Linked DNA regions of Mus musculus: regions 1 and 2 are each linked to region 3. A link is a contact called in public HiChIP or PLAC-seq and Micro-C data. All regions are on one chromosome and are shown on one strand. Each heading gives the region's core, a stretch centred on a gene start, on an enhancer-like site or on the middle of the called end of the contact. The rest is flanking DNA. Distances are from core to core; before and after follow the strand shown.

The links. A called contact is a pair of places that touch in the nucleus more often than the background predicts. HiChIP or PLAC-seq counts read pairs in DNA pulled down with a chosen protein or histone mark.
Region 1: a contact with region 3 is called in an H3K27ac HiChIP or PLAC-seq map of differentiating embryonic stem cells, with 2.9 times the contacts expected there. The contact joins the enhancer-like site here to the promoter of Fabp3 in region 3. A contact is called at or near these places in 1 of 15 datasets of contacts at CTCF or cohesin (embryonic stem cells), 3 of 484 Hi-C or Micro-C datasets (cerebellum, cerebral cortex and embryonic stem cells) and 5 of 115 datasets of contacts at active chromatin or transcription factors (bone marrow-derived macrophages, differentiating embryonic stem cells, embryonic basal ganglia and 2 more).
Region 2: a contact with region 3 is called in a Micro-C map of embryonic stem cells, with 4 times the contacts expected there. The contact joins the promoter of Khdrbs1 here to the promoter of Fabp3 in region 3. A contact is called at or near these places in 2 of 39 promoter capture datasets (hippocampal neurons and liver), 1 of 484 Hi-C or Micro-C datasets (embryonic stem cells) and 7 of 115 datasets of contacts at active chromatin or transcription factors (astrocytes, differentiating embryonic stem cells, embryonic forebrain and 3 more).

What each region holds. Positions count from the first base shown.
Region 1 is chr4:129,793,787-129,797,023 of GRCm38.p6, forward strand. No RefSeq gene overlaps it. Among named protein-coding and RNA genes, the nearest start is that of Ptp4a2, 25 kb to the right of the region's middle. Within about 2 kb of position 1,730, at least 257 of the 459 cell types and tissues checked have an H3K27ac peak or open chromatin away from gene starts, as enhancers often do. A contact at or near this core is called in bone marrow-derived macrophages, cerebellum, cerebral cortex and 3 more, where this site is marked.
Region 2 is chr4:129,740,699-129,743,726 of GRCm38.p6, forward strand. Khdrbs1 (KH domain containing, RNA binding, signal transduction associated 1) reads right to left here and starts at 1,605. Exons shown (of 9, transcript NM_011317.4): 1 at 1,081-1,605. The coding sequence starts at 1,462.
Region 3 is chr4:130,307,267-130,310,289 of GRCm38.p6, forward strand. Fabp3 (fatty acid binding protein 3, muscle and heart) reads left to right here and starts at 1,472. Exons shown (of 4, transcript NM_010174.2): 1 at 1,472-1,584. The coding sequence starts at 1,512. It overlaps Gm10570 (a long non-coding RNA gene), which reads right to left and starts at 439. Exons shown (of 4, transcript XR_868203.3): 1 at 357-439; 2 at 54-218.

The sequences.
Region 1 (3,237 bases), core at 480-2,979, 510 kb before region 3:
GGTGGAAGGGAAGAGAGTAATTTAAAAGCAAAGGTCCAGCACCCAGGAGGCAGGAGGCAGGAGGATCTCTGTGAGGTTAAGGCCAGCCTGAGTTCCAGCCAGAGCTACAAAGTGAGACTCTTGTCTTTTCAAAAAACAAAACAAAACAAAACAAAACAAAAGCCGAGTTGACGTCAAACCAGGGGAAGGCGTGGCTGTTGGCCAGAGAGCCAGGTGTCACTGACTCCTTACTGTGGGAAGTCCCAGAGCCTAGGAAGGACCCAGGTGTCAGGTGCTGGCTTGCTCATTGGAGGGGCCTGCAGTGGGAACTGTCCTATGAGAAGGCCTGTGGCTGTGGCTGGGTTTTCCCCTCTGCATTGAGTTTCCTTGATCTCCTGATTATCTTGGGCTGGTTTTGCTGCATGACTCAGGAGCTTGAGCAAGCTGAGGTACTAGGTTTCACAGCTGTGGGGGTGGGGAAGCCTGATCTCTACTGATATCTGGGAAGCAGTCATTAGATATTGACGAAAGCATCACTGTTGGGCCCCTGGCTTCAGAAAAGACTCTCTAAGCCTTGATTCCTAAGTAAAATAAAAATAAAATAAGAGAGCCGGGCGTGGTGGCGCACGCCTTTAATCCCAGCACTTGGGAGGCAGAGGCAGGCAGGTTTCTGAGTTCGAGGCCAGTCTGGTCTACAAAGTGAGTTCCAGGATAGCCAAGGCTACACAGAGAAGCCCTGTCTCAAAAAAAAAAAAAACAAAACAAAACAAAAAACAAAATAAATAAATAAACAAGAATACCATTATCTGATGCAGTGGCGCTCAACCTGTAAGGGGCGGTCGCGAGGGCACACACACACACCCCCACCCCCACCCCAGGAGTCGCATATCAGATAGCCTGTGTAACAGATACTTACATTATTAGCAGTAGCAAAATTCTAGTTATGAATTAGCAGTGAAATAATTTTATGGCGGGGGAGGGGGGTCACCACAACACGAGGAACTATATTAAAGGGTTGCTGCTTTAGGAAGCTTGAGAACCACTGCTCTAATGGCTGTTGTGAGATTGCAAACATTGCCAGGAAAGGTTCTGATCTGCGAGGTGAACTATCACCGTACTCCTTTTTTGCCCGGAGGAAGTGAAGAGTCTAAGGAAATGACTTGCCTGGGACAGCTAGCAAATACCTGCCGGAATCCTAAGTCCCGAGCCACTATGCACGTCTAAGGATGTCTGCAGGAGGCCTATCCGGTCAAGCCTGTGGTTGAGGAGCAAGCGGCCCCTCCGAAGAGAGTCTTGGGCAAATAGCTAGAAAACAAGGCCCTTGCAAGTAGCTGCTTTTCTGTTGGGAATTCTGGCAAAGAAGAGATGAGCCTCTAAGCTGCCTCTGCGGCTCCTTCACTGGAGACCCCTTTTGGTAGCCTCCTCCGCACCGCTCAGATAAAGAGTCTATTTATTAGCTTTCCCCAGAGCGGGCCTGCAGAGCGGGAAGCGGGTTCTGGCATGAGGTAGAAGTCAGCCTCTCAGCCAAGCCTCCTCCTTTCGGTCTACCTTCCTTAGCCCTCTCCCTGGATTCCCCTGACACTGGCTTTCTCTCTCCGGTATCCCTGAGCCCAGGGCGGAGTATCACGTTCTTCCTAAACTGTCCGTGGAGCAGGGACAGCTTTGCGCGCTGCCTGCCACTGCACACACTTCCAAAGGTTTCTGTGGAATTCAGGCTTCAGTAAACACTTGAGGAGGAGGAAGTGGGCCAAGAAATGAGTGTAAGATTACATCAGGGCTGACGCACACCCTGCCCACCCCCCTCCGGTCTTCTGAGACGCCTTCCCTCCTTGGTGGGTGGGGGGGCAGGGCACAGATGCAGCCCCTGGACCAGCCCCAAGCCATCTTTTTTCCCTTTGGCCTAGGGGAGTGGCTAGTGCTGATGAAAAGGGGAATGCTGAGGAGGGGGCCTTAGAGGTGAACTGTATCCTCCATGACCTGGAAGAGAGCTAGCTAACAGCAAGCTGGAGAGAAAGCAAAAGTGAAGTGGCCAAAGGAAAGAGTCCAAAAAGGCTGCGAAGCTGTGTTTTGGAAGTGTCTGCCAGAAGCTAGGCTCCATGCGGGAAATGATAACAACAGTGGTATCCAGCTTAGGAAGCAGCGGCTGCTTGGTCGGGGACTCCGTTTCGGAAGCATTTACCTTTTGTGTAAGGACCCTGGGTGGTTTATATGTCCTTGTACTGAATTCCAGCAACACCCCTCGGGATTGGTGTGGTTAGCATCAACCATCCTTTTACAAATAAAGACAGGGAAGGGCTAAAGTTCAGAGCTATCTAAGGTTACTAAATTGGGCTTTGGGTAGTCTCGGTTTGGGTCTGGGTCTGTCTGCTGAGTGTGTTTTGTGTTTGTTTTTAAGGCAGGGACTTGCTGAGAATTCCAGGCAAACTTTAAACTCATGACCCCTGCTGTGGCCTCCTGAGTCCCAGGATTAAAGGCAAGGACCATTGCAGGCGCCATTGCGCGACTCTAATGCTCACCCTTAGCTTTGCTGAGCCCACACAGTTAACTCCCAAGTGCCTGGCTCTTCCTGAGTCCCTCTCAGTTTAGTTTGGGTTTCCCATCTTTCTGTCTCCCCAGGACGTGATAGAGCCAGCCTAGACAGACCTGGTGGCCAGCTGAGGCAGGATTGCTAGTTCAAGGTTATGCAGTGAGACACCATCTCAAAATGAAAAATAATGAAAAGATGGAGGATATAGCTCAACTTAGTAATACAGGGCTTGCTAGCAAGCATTGGGCCCGGAATACAATCCCAGGCACAGAGATAGTGATAGAGACAGACAGACATAGATAAATGGATAGACAGATAGACAGACAGACATAGAAAATGTGGTACATTTACACAATGGAGTACTAGTCAGCTATTAATAATGATGAATTCATGAAGTTCTTAGGCAAATGGATGGAACTAGAAAATATCATCCTGAGTGACATAACCCAATCACAAAAGAACACACATGGTATGCACTCACTGATAAGTGGATATTAGCCCAGAAGTTTAGAATACCCAAGATACAATTCATGGACCACATGAAGCTCAAAAAGAAGGAAGACCACAGTGTGGATACTTCAATCTTTCTTAGAAGGGGGATCAAAATACCCAGGGGAAGAGATACAGAGACAAAGTTTGGAGCAGAAACTGAAGAAAGGCCATCTAGTGACTGCCCCACCTGGGGATCCATCCCATATACAGTTACCAAACTCTGATACTATTGTGGATGC
Region 2 (3,028 bases), core at 355-2,854, 570 kb before region 3:
AAATTAGATATCAGCCGGGCAGTGGTGGCGCACGCCTTTAATCCCAGCACTCGGGAGGCAGAGGCAGGCGAATTTCTGAGTTCGAGGCCAGCCTGGTCTACAAAGTGAGTTCCAAGACAGCCAGGGCTATACAGAAACCCTGTATCGAAAAACCAAAATCAAAAAAAAAAAAAAATTCGATATCATAAAAAATACTAAAACCATGTCTAACAACAGGCGGCGGTTTGAATAAGGAAAAATATCTAAGTCGCTCAAGTCCGGAGAAGAGAGCTCCATAGTCTACAATCAGAGAACAAAGACTACCATTCTTAAACTATCTCTACTCCAGCAAAAACTAAAACAAAAAGACCAATTTCTCGTTCATCTCACGCAAAAGAACCTGCCTGCCGCCCCTTACCTCCCTCTATCATTTCTTTCTACGGTCTCCTGGGCTATCACAACCCCCCCCCCACACACACACACACTTTTGCATAACTTCAGAAACACATTTCAAAATAAAACAGAGAAACCATCCGGGTCTGCAGCAATTCTTACTCGACAGGCCGAAATGGAAAGCTTGGCTTGAGAAAACCTCAAGCTCACGGATTCTCTCGTCGCCCCGACCTCTAATGAACTTAAACCCGAGTTCCCGCTAAATCCCGCCCCGCTCCGTAGATGCGCTGTGCGGGACCGGCATTCCGGCTATCTCTACCTTACACCCCAGGTCTCCATCACCCGCGATTCCCCCCCCCAAATGTTTCCTCTTTGGGAAAGCGGGGAGAAATAGGTTCATTTCTGTTAAGAGCCGGCCCTTGGCGCGCGGGGCAACTACTACGGGAGGAGAAGGGGGCGGGAGCACGGTACTATCCATCAAGCTCTCCGCGCTCTGAGATCGCGAGTCCTCTTCGGGCCTCGTCCGTGGCTCAGAAATCTTCCCTTACACCCTGAGCCCGGGTGGGACTGTGGGTGCAGAATCTCGAAGGCCAGGTCGAGATGACAACTCTCGATGCCCGGGCTCCGAGGGGGTGGGAGCAAGAACAAAGCGGCGGCCACCCACAGTCAGGACCGGGAGACCCAGAGGACCCGCCAAGAACCGCTTACCTACGGACAGCAGCTGCATGGCGTGAGTGAAGGACGGGTCGAGCGAGTCCTTCTCGGCCATGAGTTCAGGCAGGTACTTATTCTCCGGCTCCATCTTGACCGCGGCTGTGGCTGACGGGGGCAGCAGCGGGGTCGGCGCGGAACCCACCACCGTCGCGTCGGGACCAGGGGTGGAGGGAGGCAGCAGCGGCGGCGGCTGGGTGGCGGGCGAGGCCCGAGCGCCTCCTCTGGGCCCACCTCCCCCTCCCCGGGGCCGGTGAGGAAGCGGCGACGGCCGAGACGGGGTCAGACGCACCGAGGGGTGGGCACCTGACGGGTCCTTGGAGCAGCTGCGGCCCGAGGACCGGGTGAGGCGCGAGGCAGGATCGTCCCGGCGCTGCATCGGGGATGATGGGTGGCGAGCGAACGAGCGAGGAAGCGACGCGGCGGCAGCTGAGGCCCGAGCGGCGGTTGGCGGGGGTGGAAGAACAGGAGCGACAGCGACCGAAGCCGACCCGAGCGACCCAGCGAGAGAGCACCGGAAATGAGGCGGCGCGCGTGCGCAGGCGCCTACCGGCACCGCCCTTGAGTTTCTCCGCGGAGAACAAAGTCCCCAGTTGGACCACGGCGCCTGCGCCGACTGAAGACGTCGCCTCCCCGCTTGGGCTCCGAGCTTAGGGCGCCTGCGCGGGCGCCCGCCGCCTTCCTTCATTTCTTTTTCTTTTCCACGTGACCCGGCGCTAGCGGTACACGTGTCTCCCCTCCCCCTCCCCCGGGCGGAGTGCGCGGAGGGGGCGGGCGCCGTGGAATGTCTTTGTCTGCGCTCGGGCCCGCGGAGTGTGCGGCAGGAGACCTGTTATTCGTGCGCCACGCCTCCTTCAACGGCCGAGCCTGGGGAGGTCCCCGAGGGAGCGGTGCCCCGGAGTGGAATCGGGGGCCGCCCCTCCAACCGGGAAATGAAAAGAACGCTTCTGGAGAGAGGGGGACGCGAGGGTTAGAGCCAAGTGAAGCCGGAAGAGAGGGAAAGACTGCGCGAGCGAACGGGATGGGAAGATGGGGATGCGGGCGGGCGTGGTGGGAGGGAGGAGGCTGACCCAGAGATAAGTGATGAGTGTGCGAAAGGGAAGCCAGGAATGGGGAATGCTGTGTGTTGCAGAACTGAAACTCAGAAGGAGTCGAAGGGGTCAGTCAGAGACGCAAAGACCGGAAGAAAAGGGCTCCCTCCATACCCAAGTAGGGCATCCAGGAAGTCAGTCGGCAAGATTTCCATTAGAGCAGGTTCAAAACTAGTGAGAGAATTATTAAAAGATGCATTTGGGGTCGGGTCAACTGGTAATGCTGCTTATCACCTGTTTTTGGAGTCCCCGGCTTGTTGGCTTGTTCCCCACCCACTCATCCCCGGTAAATTCCAAATTTTCTCTCTCTCTCTCCTTCCAACCCCGCCTACTCAGAAAGCCTCAGAACACAAAAAGGCGCCAAAAAATCCAGTCCTGAATTCCTGACTGTACTAATCCTCATCTTTAGTCACCAGCCACCCAAGCCCCACCCTAGATGACCATACCTGGGCACAAGCCCAGCTTGTGGTAGACTTGTCATTTTCTTCGCCTACAATCTATCAAAAAAGTACCAGCCATACTCTGCCCCCGACCTCTGAGGCTGGTGGACTCACCCGGGAACCCATTTCCAAATAGATATGCCTTTTTAAAAAAAATTATTCTTGAATTAGCTTATTTCGTTGGGGGTGGAGGGGACTATTATCAACCTGAGTTCTAGCCCCAGGCCCAAAATAGGAGAGAACCAGCTCTCCCAAGTTTTCTGACCTCTACTTGCACATAGAGGCCTTCATGTCCAGCCATACTAAGGGGATGAGGTGGTTATGCATCCTAGCGCTGAGGAGGAAAAGCCACAGAATTACCTCATGTTTGAGACAAGTCTGGCCTACATACACAGCACAGCTACAGGCCACCTA
Region 3 (3,023 bases), core at 222-2,721:
TCAGGACAGGTCCCTCCTAGAGTCACTCCCAGAGGGAGTACTTTAGCCTGTACCTTGATCCATGTGGACTTCTCCAAAGCAGGGCCCGCACAAACCAGGAGCTTACTTTGAGAGAGTATCTTGCCTTGGCTCAGACTGGCCCCCAACTCAGGAATCTCTTGCCTCCAGGTGCAGGTGCCGTATTAACTGTTGGCTCAAGCCAGAGCAGCGGCACACAGCTGTAACCCAGGAGACAGAGGCAGGAGAATCTTTAGTTCAAGGTCAACCCCTGCTACACATTGAGATGCTGACTTGGTAATAATTAAACAGAAACTGCTGAACTAAGGAATAGGCTCCACTGAGGTTCCCTTACTCACCTGTAAAAAGGGGATGATACCACCTACCAACGAAAAAGTTGAGTGTGACCATGCCCTGAAGTAGGCTACAACCATCAATAGTCGGGTCTTATTTAATAACGTACTTTAAGGTGACAAGCAGTCTAGTGGCAGAAGTCAGGGGAAAAAACTGACTTCAGCAGAGGGTCGCGGCTTTCCGGGAGTTAAGGTGGCCGAGGCCGGAAGAACCCTCTGAATAGACAAATTGTCTTCGCGGAGTGAAGAACGACCCTGGCACAAGCTCAGAGGTCAGTAAATAAAGCCTGAAGCGCTTTCAGGCAGCGGCGACGGGTGGGACTGCGGAGAAAGGCGCAGGCGGGAGACATTCCGCAGGGAGGGGCTAGCACGTGTGGGGCTAGCATGAGGGAAGCAAGGTCACGTTCTCCGCCAGCAGGTGAGGCGCTGGGCAGCTCAGCCATCCGCGGTGTCCAAGGCAACTCTTTTCCACTTGTCTGGTAGGAGCAAGAGGGCTCAAAGGCCACTAGACCATGCTCTCTGTCCAGGCTCCAATTCTTTTTTACTTACGGCGACCGCGTCATTCCTCTCCGAGCCTCTGAGCCTCTTCTACAAGAAGAGGACATAGGACCGTTGAGATGGGTTTTTGGGTAAAGGCCCTTGCTGTCAAGCCTTGACAACCCCAGTTTGATACGTGGGACCCACACGGTGGAAGCAGAGAAGGGACTCCCGCGAGTTACAACGAACGCCCCAGTCTCCCACCCCTTCCCCATAAGTACGCCTACACGAGCATACACAATATAAGAATAAAACCACAGCGAATTAAAAAACAAGGCGGCAGAAGGATCAAGCGGCGTTTCTCCAGCGTGGCACCAGCTCAAGGGCGAGTTTCCTTTCAGTATGGCCGGGGGATGCTCTACTTGGGTTGCGGGAAGCGCCCCGCAGCCAGGCCAGGGATGGGTTAGATGGCACCAACAGGACCGCGGGCGCCGCTGACGTAGGCGACGGGAGGGCTGTGGGGGATGGGCCCCAGCCCTTTGCGGGAGTGCAAGCCCCGGCTTCCTATTTCGGGAGCGAGGGGTGTGGGCCACTTTCATCATGTGATGCGAGGGCTATTTAAAGAGGCTGTCCAGCCGGGAGCTGCGGTTCTCAGTGCCTGCTCGCCTCCTCACTCATCGCACCATGGCGGACGCCTTTGTCGGTACCTGGAAGCTAGTGGACAGCAAGAATTTTGATGACTACATGAAGTCACTCGGTGAGCGAACGAACGGCGCAGGATCTAGGGTCAGGAGGGCCGGCAAGGCGGTCTTGGCGCTGAGCTCCCAGGGGGAGTGCCCCCATGTGCCTCCCGCAAGCTCCTAGCCAGTCCAGACAGGGAATACTGAGGTGCGGAGGGTGGCCTGGGCTGAAGCCACTCCACTCCACCCCACCCCACCCCGGCCTCCTGGGAGGGGGGTGTCGCGGTCCAAGCTTGGCGAGCCTCGTAGCTGGAGGGGAAGGGTAGAGGCAGCTGTGGCCGCAGAGGTCCGGGATGGGAGGCTTTCTAGGAAGCAGTGTAGGTGATCCGGAGGTGGAAAGGGGAGGGAAAGAAGGGCGGGAGGCTGGCCGCAGGAGAAGGCAAAGAGGAGCATGGTGGTCCAGAAATTGAATTCCGAAAGGGAATAGAGCAGATAGGAGTGTACAGAGCCTGGAGGAAGACTAAAGAAAATCAGTGAATTCCATCTGGGAAGAGGTGAAGATACAGCCAGGCAGTCAGCAACAAGCCCTACCCCTCCATGTTGGGGTAGTGAAGAGGCCTCTCTCTGGAAGATGCCCTGGTTCTCACCAGCCTGACCTTCACCTACAGTGTGTGCAGCCACCCCTGGGATCAGTCGGAGACGCTGCTGCTAGAGCAGGGCAAGACGACCACTACACATAGGCTTCCCGGCCGCACCAGTCGGCCACCGGATCAGTGCTGGGGATAGGGTGAAGAAAGCCTGGGATCGAGCAGAGGGTGTCAGAAGAAAGGTGAAGAGCTATGAAGGGAGAGTGTGGCTTGGGGCTGGGGAAATTGTGTGGTGTGGGCGGTGACACAACGCCTTTAACCAGCACTCTGGGAAGCAGAGGCAGGTGAATCTCCCGAGTTCTAGGCCTGGTCTATACAGAGAGAATTCCAGGACAGCCAGGACTACACAGAGAAACCATGTCTTGAAAAAAAAAAGAAAGGAAGAGTCCCATGATTTACTTAATAGGAAGACAGCTTGGGACACATGAGCTCATCGCCTCATAGGAAAGCCCAGGATTTCTTTTTGAAGACTGAACTAGAGCCTTGTGCATGCCCCCTACTGCTGAGTTATACTCCCCACTCACACACACACACACACACACCCTCTTTTTACTCTGTGTAACAGGTTCTCACTAACTTCCCCAGGTTGGCTTTGATCTTGTAACCTGCCATCTCGGCCTTCCAAATAGTTGAGAACCCAGAACTACCTAGAGTTCTTCCCATTTCAACAGTGGGGAATGTCACATGAACCACTTATCCAAGACGGCCCCAGCCCTTCCTTTCTTGCCTTGAGCTTAGATAAAGACCTCTACCTGCGGAGTCCCTGGCTATATCATCCTGGTCTAGGAGGCTGGGGCAGGGAAAACAGGACTGTGTCATGCCTGAGCTAGCTTCCACTCCGTCTTCCCCGGGAAGGAGGGCTGGAATCG